2 separate regions of the Cricetulus griseus genome follow, and region 1 is linked to region 2. A link is a contact called in public Hi-C data. All regions are on one chromosome and are shown on one strand. The core of a region is the stretch at or near the end of the contact, and the rest is flanking DNA. Distances in the headings are between cores, read along the strand shown. Region 1 overlaps Otud7a (OTU domain-containing protein 7A). Region 2 holds the start of LOC113834908 (Krueppel-like factor 13).

Evidence for each region. Hi-C and Micro-C count contacts between places; a contact is called where the count stands out from the background.
Region 1: a Hi-C map of fibroblasts shows a contact between it and region 2, with 4 times the contacts expected there. The contact joins the enhancer-like site here to the promoter of LOC113834908 in region 2. A contact is called at or near these places in 4 of 8 Hi-C or Micro-C datasets (the CHK-Q cell line, the CHL-YN cell line, fibroblasts and 1 more).

The regions. Positions count from the first base shown.
Region 1 is chr3:133,425,332-133,430,754 of CriGri-PICRH-1.0, reverse strand. Otud7a (OTU domain-containing protein 7A) reads left to right here. Exons shown (of 11, transcript XM_035442473.1): 9 at 3,257-3,371; 10 at 3,549-3,633. LOC113834907 (a long non-coding RNA gene) reads right to left here. Exons shown (of 2, transcript XR_004769157.1): 2 at 1-1,273. Among named protein-coding and RNA genes, the nearest start is that of Otud7a, 110 kb to the left of the region's middle. Within about 2 kb of position 2,369, at least 3 of the 6 cell types and tissues checked have open chromatin away from gene starts, as enhancers often do. A contact at or near this core is called in fibroblasts, where this site is marked.
Region 2 is chr3:133,272,953-133,277,618 of CriGri-PICRH-1.0, reverse strand. LOC113834908 (Krueppel-like factor 13) reads right to left here and starts at 2,462. Exons shown (of 2, transcript XM_027408066.2): 1 at 1,423-2,462. The coding sequence starts at 1,999.

The DNA.
Region 1 (5,423 bases), core at 1,120-3,619, 150 kb before region 2:
GTTTGTTGTGGGTTTTGTTTTGTCTTGTCTGTTGTTATTGTTGTTTTATTTCTAGATTTTCCCTTTGAAACTTAAATTTCTTCTGTCCTCTAAAAGCAGATACCAAGTCCTGTGTGGTGCTCATCTTTTCTATCAGTTTATAACATCAGTTATCTTACACTCATTGTCCAATAGTTGCAACACCGGGGTTGTGTCTAAGTTGGTACTTCCTGTGGCTTCAGGCACCCACTGGGGTTCCTGGGGTACACACAAGGAGAGTGAGCTGCACTTGCTTTAATGCTGTGCAGTAATGGAGAAGCCCGCATACTTGTCATGGTGCTGTCTTTTTAGAGAATTAGCCCCTTTATCGTTGTCTCTAGTGTCATGACTTCCATAAATCTGATAAGGCAAAAGATAACAGAGTGGTGTCTTCAAAGACTGAAAGAAAAACTGCCAGTCTCAAATTGTGTATCTAGTAAAACAGCCCACAACATGCAGGAAACACAAAGGCTTGTCAAACAAAACAAAACAGAACAGCTTCATGCCTGCACACCTGCACTGAGTCCTGTTCTTTCAACTCTGTGCCTTGTCAACACATGGAGTATGGGTGACTTCTCTTCTTCCTCAAAAGCTTTTTGTTTTTCCCTGAAAGTCATTTTTCTAAGAAAGACTGGGGAGATCACTACACTCCTAGGAATGGGCACACACAGTTTGTCTTTACTGTGCATGCTAGAATCTGTCAGAACACACGGGGAGGTCACCCCCTCCTGGGGAAGAGAGATGTGTTGCATAAAACAGATATTCAAAATCTTCTTTGGCTAGTGGGAGATAATATCAGTAGATTTACAGGCTGAAAGTATGAGAGAACTCTTTCCAAAACAAACCAATAAATCCTCTTGGGCCTGTTTTGAAAGCCTTTGCTATTCTCGACATTTGCCACCAGGGGGTGCCCTGCCCCGCAGCTATGTGTCTTCCTGGGTAAAGCAGATGTTCAGTAAGAATCTTCCATGTACATGTGACAGGAAAGCAGTGCAAATGATGCTCATGAGGAGGACCTGCTTTTGAGGTGTCCCTGGCTGTACCTCCCCTCAGCCCTCAAGCAGGTTGAGCTGTATATCCCCAGCCCCTCACTCAGGACCTATCTTTCACCCCAAGATCTGGGTTGACAGGCTGTCAGGTTCTTTCTAGGTAGCCAGCACTAGCATCTTCAGGCATGTTCCAGTTGTCTTCTCAGAGTGGACAGGCTGAGGAACCCAGGCCAGCTCATCTGCTGAGGGTAAGAATGCGCAGGCACCTGTAACAGGGAGGTAAGGATGGTGGGGCGTCTTAGTGTAGGTAATTTATTAGAAACAAAACAAAACCATAGAGGCTTACAACATACAGGGTGGGCTCCCAATTAAATGAATCCTGTAACGGGGGTTAAGATCAACAGGCAGTTCTTCCTGGGGTTCAAGAGCCTGCTCCAGCTGCCTCAGAGTTCCACTGTCTTCACAGGAGACATGGGCAGAGAGAGGGAAGCCCCCTCGCCCTGGCCATAGTCCCCAGAACTTACATTACTTTACTCACAGCCTATAGATTCAGCTACGAGATCCCTACCTCCCCAGTGCTAAGAGGATGGGAGGTGTAGTCACCATGGCAGATGTTTCTCCAACCAACTCTGCCACTGAACCCAGCATGTCCAAATTATACCCACGGGAACTGATTCTGATAGATTATTGTTGTCTAGAGCAATCTTTTCCAGAATCCCTTGATTCCAATATCCGCAGGGATGCATATTTACAATTTAGTCCACTATCGTCATTCAGGGCCCTTGGGTTGCCTGAGCCTCTGCATGCAGGAGTGCAGAGCCCTAGGAGTCTGGGAAGCAGTGTTGGTTAAGAGCACCTCTGCTGCCTCCAGACACTGGTGGGAAGCTGGGCCAAAGCCTCAATGTTTGTGCGCTCACCTATGGGCATCACCCAAGGGAGACCTGCTCCTGGGCCAGCCCAGAAACCCACTTTGCAGCACAGCCCTGGAAAGGGAGGCCATATCAAAGCAGAAGCTGAGATACCACCACCCCCTCCCCCATCAGACTCTGCCTGCACTCCTCCATCTCTAGCCACACACAGTGAAAACCCCTAAGCTGGCAAATAATCAGCAAACCTGACTTTTGTTTGTTTAAGGTTGACAGACATGGGGAAGGAATAGGGAGAGTGCAGTTTGCACTCACAATCTCCCTGACAACACTAGAGAGCAGCATTGAGTTGTATACAATTTCTCAAACTTGACAGTATTGGCTCCTGGATTTTCTGTTTTGTTTGCCTTTTTGTTCTTGCCATGGCACTGCATGGTATGAATCATGGATTATGGCAAGAAAAGGAACAAAGCAGATGCCAGAGGCCCTGGGCTGGGCTTCTCTGTGGTGGTGAGACTCCAGAGGGGTGGGGCATTCTAAAGGGAGTGACACAGCAGACTGGTACTCATTTGGAAGGTGAAATTGGGAAACCAGCCTCCCCACTCCTTCCTGTTCGTTACTCCTGGCAACACCCTGAGGAGAAGGCAGATGTGGCATTAAGGATTCCATTTTCTGGGTAGCTGGACCCTCTCGGGAAGCCTTATCATATCTCAGTACACCTTTAGATACCCACTTCCAAGCCCTCAGATCTCTGAAGCCGGTGAGCCTCTGTCCATAAGTTTTGTGGAAGCAGCTCCTATGAGGGACAGCAGGCCAGATCCCCACCTCCTCAGAAGGCTCCCCGCTCCACTCTACTTTTAAGCAGGCTTTAGCCCAGCACTATGTGGCTGCCTTCTGTAGACTTGTCACTAGAGCCTGCTTTGCTACTGTGTCATGCGGCCCTCTCCCCCACCCCAAGTCTTGCTGCAGTAAAACTCAGCACACACCTCTCCTGACTTGCAAACTCTGCCCTTCACTGAGATGAAATGGAGGCAAGGCTCAGGCCACTCACACAGTGGCCTCCTCCAGTAAACCTCCCCCATCCTGGGTCTTTCCTTGACGGTGCCTGCCCTCTAACCCAGACAGTCCAGGCGATGCCTCCACCTGCTCTTCATCTACATAGCAGGGTCGGGTTTTTTTGTTTGTTTTGTTTTGTTTTGAAATCTATGGTCTTAACACTGCTGGTATGAAGTTCTATATCTACCTTCTGTCTCCATTGAGTTGCCTGTCACCCGGACAGCTAGCCTTGAATTTCCCTTACAGAGCTCTGAGCTCTGCTGAGGCTCCCAGCCTCCTGGCAGGCCAGTGAGCTGCCTGCCACCTTGTCCCTCTCTTCTGTTTCAGCTGTCATCCCCCTGACAGATTCTGAGCACAAGCTGCTGCCCCTGCACTTTGCGGTGGACCCGGGAAAGGACTGGGAGTGGGGAAAAGACGACAACGACAATGCCCGGCTAGCCCAGTAAGACCTGCCCCATGGCCGGGTCCCCACCCCAGCACCCCGTGGGAGAGCCCTGGGGCGGGGAGCTCCTGTTGGGGGTGGGGGTTGAGGGCTAGAGGGCAGAGAGAAGATGGTGTGTGCAGACGGGTGAGCTTGTGCCACATCCGGAGCTTTTCAAACCTCGTGTTCTTTCGTCAGCCTCATCCTATCCCTAGAAGCCAAGCTGAACCTTCTACACAGCTACATGAATGTGACATGGATCCGCATCCCCTCAGAGACCCGGGTGAGCCTCACGTGCAGAGCCCCGCCCCTGCCATGGGGGAGGAGGAGTGGCCGCTCTGTGCAGTGTGGGATATGATGCACCTCCCGCCTGAATGTCCGTAGGCAGAGCTGGGGCCCCACGCTGGTCACCGGCAGCTGCGCCGTGTGTGTCTGTGTGTGTGTGTGTGTGTGCGCGCGCGCCCCAGTTAGGATTTTTCCTCTTATTTTGCACAGCAGGAGAGGAATAACACGCCCACTCACAAAACAAACCGTAGGCAAGTCATAACACAAAACTATCTCTGCTGAGATCGGAACAAGATGTGCCGCGGCAGAGCGGAATTAATTATAACTGTGTGGATCCTTAGAAAAGCTGGGGCACCGACCTCGCAACTCCTCAGCGCGCCCCCCTCCCCTCTCCTCCCCTCTCCTCCCCTCCCCTCCTCGAGGCGGAGGTGGCCGCAGGTGGAGCTGGCAAAGAAGGAGAGCCGCCCACCGGTCTCCCGCGGAGGGTGGGGGTGGGGGCCCGCTGCCCTAGGGGGACTATTGGGCTGCCCCTGCTTGCAGATGATGAGAGATTCGTTTTAAGTTTGTGACTGATGTTTTCATAATCTCAGGAGGGAACTCCCAAGGAAAGGGATTTGTGAAAATTGCTTGTAAATAATTGGTCCTCCCTGACATGCGTTTACTTAAGCACCCAGTGGGCTCTAAGTACTGAAAGGCGAGACCCTGCTGAATGGTGACTGCCCTGCTGCTTTGAGGGCTCACTTCCGCTTCACCTGCACATCATCTGAGTAGGGCGCCCCCACGTGACTCTAATTCGTCGTGTTCCTGAGGGCACAAGGGACAGCCAGTAGTAGTCATAAAGTCTTGCCTCTCCCATACTGGAAGCTGCCATTGCACCCCTCCATGATGCTCTCTAGCACCCACGTGGTATGAAATGGCAGCACCCCGAGATCCATAAGAACCCTCCAGGAGGTTCTGATGCTACTATGCGCTACTATGAGCAGGGTGCTTGGCCAGGCCTTGGCAGCCTTCCTACCCAGTACAAAGCTCTGCAGACAACCCCACTGCTGAAGGGCACACAGCCACACTCCCCAACTATTGGGCCCCCTTCCCTGTTTCAGCCTTGGGCCTCCCACCCTTTAGAGCCTCTGGCAACCCAACCCCAGAGTCCACAGTCCTTCCAAACCCAAGAAGGGATTTCTGCCTCGGGGGCTGGGGGTCGAGTTCTGCCAGCTATTGCTTGGGTGACCTAGCCACAAAGGGTCATCCCTCTGGAACCTGCTTGAGGGAAGGACAAAAGTAAAGTGAGGAGTAACAGCTTCTCCTATCTCCTCTGAGACCAGAAAAGCCTGTTCAGGCATGTACCAATGTACTAGTTTTCCTACACTCCCAGAGACTGGCATAAGGGATACTACCTGCCCAATGACCCACCTCAACTATACCCTACCCACCATGCCCTTCTCCCACAGCCTTCTCAGGCTTGCCACCTGTCCCCAGAGACTGGCCTTGCGGTGTTCTACATGGCCTTGTCCTCTGCACTGACTGGCCCCCAGGCAGTGTCATCCAGATTATTCACCACAAGATTCCTTCACTAGTATCTTTCCACCAGACCCTACATTCCCCTCTGGAAGCCATTTCCAGCATCCTTCTCAGCTTAGCATTCCACATTTGCACTAGGAGAGAGGAACCCCTTAAGTAACATGTCTCAGCTGGATAACGGGAGTAATGGATTCAAGACAAAGAATCGGGTTCATGGCAAGGTGTCTAGCCTGTGCTTAGAGTAAGTAGATGAAACATCTGTGTGGGAGA
Region 2 (4,666 bases), core at 1,213-3,712:
ACCCAGCTCTGCTTCTCCCCCACGGCCACACCCACCCCAGCGGTCGCTTTTCCTAGCAGAACTGGGAGCCCTACACAAACCCCACCCACCTCCTGGGCTCACACACCATTAATTTTTGACTATGAATGCCTGGAAACGGCCCGGTCTTCACTCAACCCCATCACCTGCCACGCGGTTTGGGCAAAGGGCTGAGACCCTCCACCCCCACAGGAAAAGTTCGCCAGTGAACCCCTAGCCTGGAAGACGGCAGAGTTCAGGCGCGCCCCATTACAAAAGTACCGGCAGAAAGGCCTTGGGCTCTATTCTCCCCGGCTTCAGTGTCTTCTGGTGCTTTTTGGTCAGCCACTTAACTGTTTTAGCAACAAAAAAAGTACAGCCCCTGGTAACAAAGCAACGGAACTAAGTGTTTTTGCAGCGAACTTGCCTCAAAGCTGTAAAAAGAGTTAAGTGTCACAGAAGAGTTTCCGTGAGCTCAAAGGAAATACAACTAAATGTTTGCACCGCCGTGTTAACACCAAAAACAAGGGTGAGGGCTTCCATATATGAATCAACTACCAAGAGTCTGGTCCGAGCGCGGCGAAGTGGTGCCCGGAAACCACAAAAGCGAGTGACCCTACGCCACCCAGGTGGCAGGCTCTAACCGGCCGCCTTGGTACAGGTGCCCGCACCCAGCCCAGGAGCAGGTGAAAGTTGGGCCAGAAAGGGCAGTGAATAGAGCGCGCCTTCCTAGAGAAAGCGCAGCCCCCTGCGGCCGGGCGCGCCCCCGCCGGCCGGATGGGCTGGGGCTCCCACAAAGAGCCCGCGGGTGGGGAGTGAGGGCTGGGACCGCCCCCCGCGTCGGCCTGCGCCGCCGCTGGGTCGGGTTGCGACAAATTAAACCTTAGAGCGCTGGAAAAATTACAGGAAGAAGAGAGCGAAGAATGTGCCGAGTGGCTGAAGGGATCCCTGTCCCCGGGTGAACTTCGGCCGCCCGAGCCGGCCCCTCCCTAGCCTGAGCGCGCCCGGAGCCCTGGGGAGGGGGGATGGCGAAGCTCGAGCCTCGGCAGCACCCACGCCCCAATCGGGGTGCGCCGGCCGCCCCCCAGCCACCTCGAGCGCACCTGCCCGCGCCGCCCGCAACCCGGATGACGACATCCACCCCGCGGCCCCGCCCCAAGAACCCGGGAGGGGGCGTGCCCGATGGGGGCGCGGTCGCCGAGAGGGCGCCGGCTCCAAGCGCCCCGGCCGGCCAGCGTCACGCGAGGCCGGAGCGCCAGGGCAGGGGCGCGGCCGCGATCGCTCTCAGCTCCCGGCTCCCCGCCCCCGGTCCCGGCCCCGGTCCCGGCCCCTACAGCGCTGGGCCGAGAGCTCTGGGGGCGTGGCCGTCCCCGAGCAGTCAGTCCCTAGTCCGCTTGATCGCGGCGTTCGGGCCGCCCCACTGACCTGTGTGAGTTCTCAGGTGCGCCTTGAGGTGCGAAGATTTCCCGTAAACTTTCTCGCAGCCCGCGTAGTGGCACTTGTGCTTCCTCTGCGGGGACTCGAGGTCTGCGCGACTCCGGCCCCGCCGACCCCTTTGTCTGAGGCCGGGCTCGCCGCTCCCCGCGGGCCCCGGCTCCGGCTCCAGTGCCGCCTCGGGCTCGCTCCACGCGGGGCTGGGGGGCGCGGCCGGCGCGCCTGCTTGTCCCGGGGGGCGGGCTCTGGGCGGGCGGCGGCGCAGGGGCGCGGGCGGCAGGCGGCAGGGGGTCCTCGCCTTGCGCGCAGCGGCCCCTTCTCTGCGTTCCGCGGGGGCGGGCGCCGGCGCCTGCTGGTTGAGGTCCGCTAGGATCCGCGCCACCACGAAAAGCGAGGCGCTGTCCTTGCCGTCGCGGCGTTCGTCAACGCGGGGCAGTGTGGGGGCGGCGGCGGCCGCGCCCTCGGGCCGGGGCTCAGGCCCTTCCCGCGGCTCGTGCACGACTGCGCGGCTAGACATAGACACGAGGCACTCGGCGGCAAAGTGATCCACATAGGCGGCGGCTGCCATGCTGCGGGCTTGGGCGCGCGGTGCTCTCGCCGAGTCGTCAGCGGCGCATCCGCACCCACGGCCTCCGGAGAGCGCGGGGGGGCGGGGCGCGGCGCGCCCTCTTCTCCGGCTGGGCTGGGCTAGGCTGGGCGCGCAGCCGCTTCTGCCGTCACCCGCGCGGCTCCGCGTCCGCCTGGCCGGGTACTGGAGGGTGAGCGCATGGGGGGCTCCAACGAGGAGGGTCCGCGTGCGGCGTCAGGGCCGGCTTGTCTTACGGATGTCGAGCGGCGATGTTAGGCACGACCCCTGCAAGTTGCGGTCGCAGTTCCACCGTGCATTGTGGCAGGCGGGACAGCCTCCGTGCGCGCCGCTGCTCGGTGTGGGCGGACCGGCCCCGGGGGTGGGCGGGGCCGGGGCCACATCTGGACCCGACGTCAGCCCCCAGCCACATCCTGGCGGCGCAGGTTACAGGCGGCAGCGGCCGCAGGGAGCAGCGCGCACGAAGGGGGCGGGGAGCCTGGAGCGCGCACCAGAGGGACCGTGCGGTCGCGCGCCCGCGCCCTGTGAGGGGCGTGGCCAGTGGCAGACGCGAACGCCATTGGCTCTTGAGTACTCTAGCCCGCCAATCCGGGCCTCCAGAGGGCCCTACTGGCCGCGGGACCTGCGCGCGCCAGTGGGCGTGCCCCTGGACCTGCAGGAGGAGGGGCGGAAATCGGAGCCCAGCGCGCGGCACGGTGACGCATGACGTTCGAGGGTGGCGGGCCGCGGTGTAGCGGCGCAGGGTTGGGGCGCGTGCCTCCCGCAGCGGGAACCCCGCCGGGCCTTTCCATGCCAGGGCTTTTGTGCGCAGGCAACCGTGGGTGGTGCGAGGATGGCAACGCTGGGGAGGGCACCCTGTGGTCGCTCCGCCCGCCGGCAGCGCGGGCGAGGTGGCGTATCCGTCTCGGCGGGACCTAGGCGGCCAGCCTCGCCTATGGGCGGGACACTGCCGCTCCTCACCCCACCGCAGCGGAGTTCTCGGGTGGCCGGGCTTGTATTGCAGCCTCCAGCCATCTCAACACTCTGCCCCATTGAGCTCCAGTCCTCGGCGCAGCCCTGGCGAGAGCCAAGTCACCACCGGGCCGCCCCGCCCCCGCGCGGCCGCGCTGCCCTTGAGCCCCTGTTAACCTGGCTGGTGCAGGGCCCACCACTGCCAGTGCTGAGTGAGTGAGCTACGTGCTGGGGCTGCGGTCGCGGCTGTTCAGGGAACACAGGGCCCCTTCCTCCCCCTTCCTGCCCCAGGCCTGCTGCCAACTTCTCCAGGCCGCCCCTCTCCCACCGCGGTCGGTCGTGGAGGCTTCAAACACCACCAGCTGCGAGGACCCCGCCCAGGGCGCCCCACCCATCCACTGTCTGGGCCTCTAAAGGAAATGCTCCTCTGAGTCCTGCCGGGGCCTTCCAACCAGGCCACCTTGCTCTAGAGTCTAGACACACATTCATATCGTTCTCTCCAAACACACTAGGCCATCGTCAGAGAGACCATAGCTTCCTACTGCCTTTCAACCAATCTTAACGCACTTTTCAGGACTCTGGCCGTGGCTGGCCTCTGACCTGTGAGAACAGGGTCAGCAGCTTCTGCTTTCCATTGTGGGTGATGCCTTGAAACAAGTCAGCCATCAGCATGTCGGGGAGGCCCCCCGATGGTCCACTCTAGAGGACTAAAGCAGGGGCAAATCACCTCCTATGGCAAAATTAAGAACCATGGTTCTGACTTCAAGTTCTCCGCCTCCAAATTTATTGAGAGCCTTGAATAGAAAAGACTTTGACTTCTGTTAACCACGGGAAACTGAACAATTTGGAATTTTCAGTTGTGAAACTTAGGTTAACGTCTGAGCTCCTCTGAGTGCTAATACACACCCTCAATTTCCTCACTGTCTCTGGTGGAGAAGCTAGATCAAGGCTCTGTAGGAGGGTCTCAACTTGGCAGAAAGTAGTCATCTTTGTTCCAGGCAGATTGTGTTGATGACATTTAAGACACTGTGTCCTGACCAAGTGGTGACTCAGAATGTTCCTCTGTTCCCACCACATGCCACAGACAGTCATTTCATTGGGAAAGAGCTGGCCCCTACTCTGCCTTTCTAGCCATGTGTTCCTTCCTGACCCTCTGAAGTCAGGGGGATTCTTGTGCTTTCCTGGTTAGCTCTGCCTGCACTGACTGGTGAGCCTTCCTAACACATGCACTATTCTAGGTGTTGTACTACATCATAGGCGTCTATGGTAGCCTAAGTCAATGGACCGTTACCCTGACATGCGCCATCCAAGCCTCCTTTTGATGGTGGCCTCGCAAAGGGTTTTCCCTGTGCCGATGGGGCATTTTAGATACCACAGTCAGCACCTCAAATGATGTCTAAGCAGTTCACTCACTGAGAACTTAATGGCTGGGCTCTCAAGCCTGGTCATTCTTGTCCCAAGCACAAATGGAAATATCCTAGGGGTACAGTTCTCCTCTCCAGTGAACATCTCATAGCTGTGGTTCCATGTTTCCTTGCTGTTAGGATTTTGACAACAATGGCATAGGTAGGTGAGAGTAAGAATAATTCCTTTTAGCTGGAAGCAAGAGGGAAAAAAAAAAAAAAAACAGATCAGGGTGGACCAAGTGAGAGCAAGTAAACCTTGAAGAGACTAAATATGGGAGAAGTTTTGAGGTGA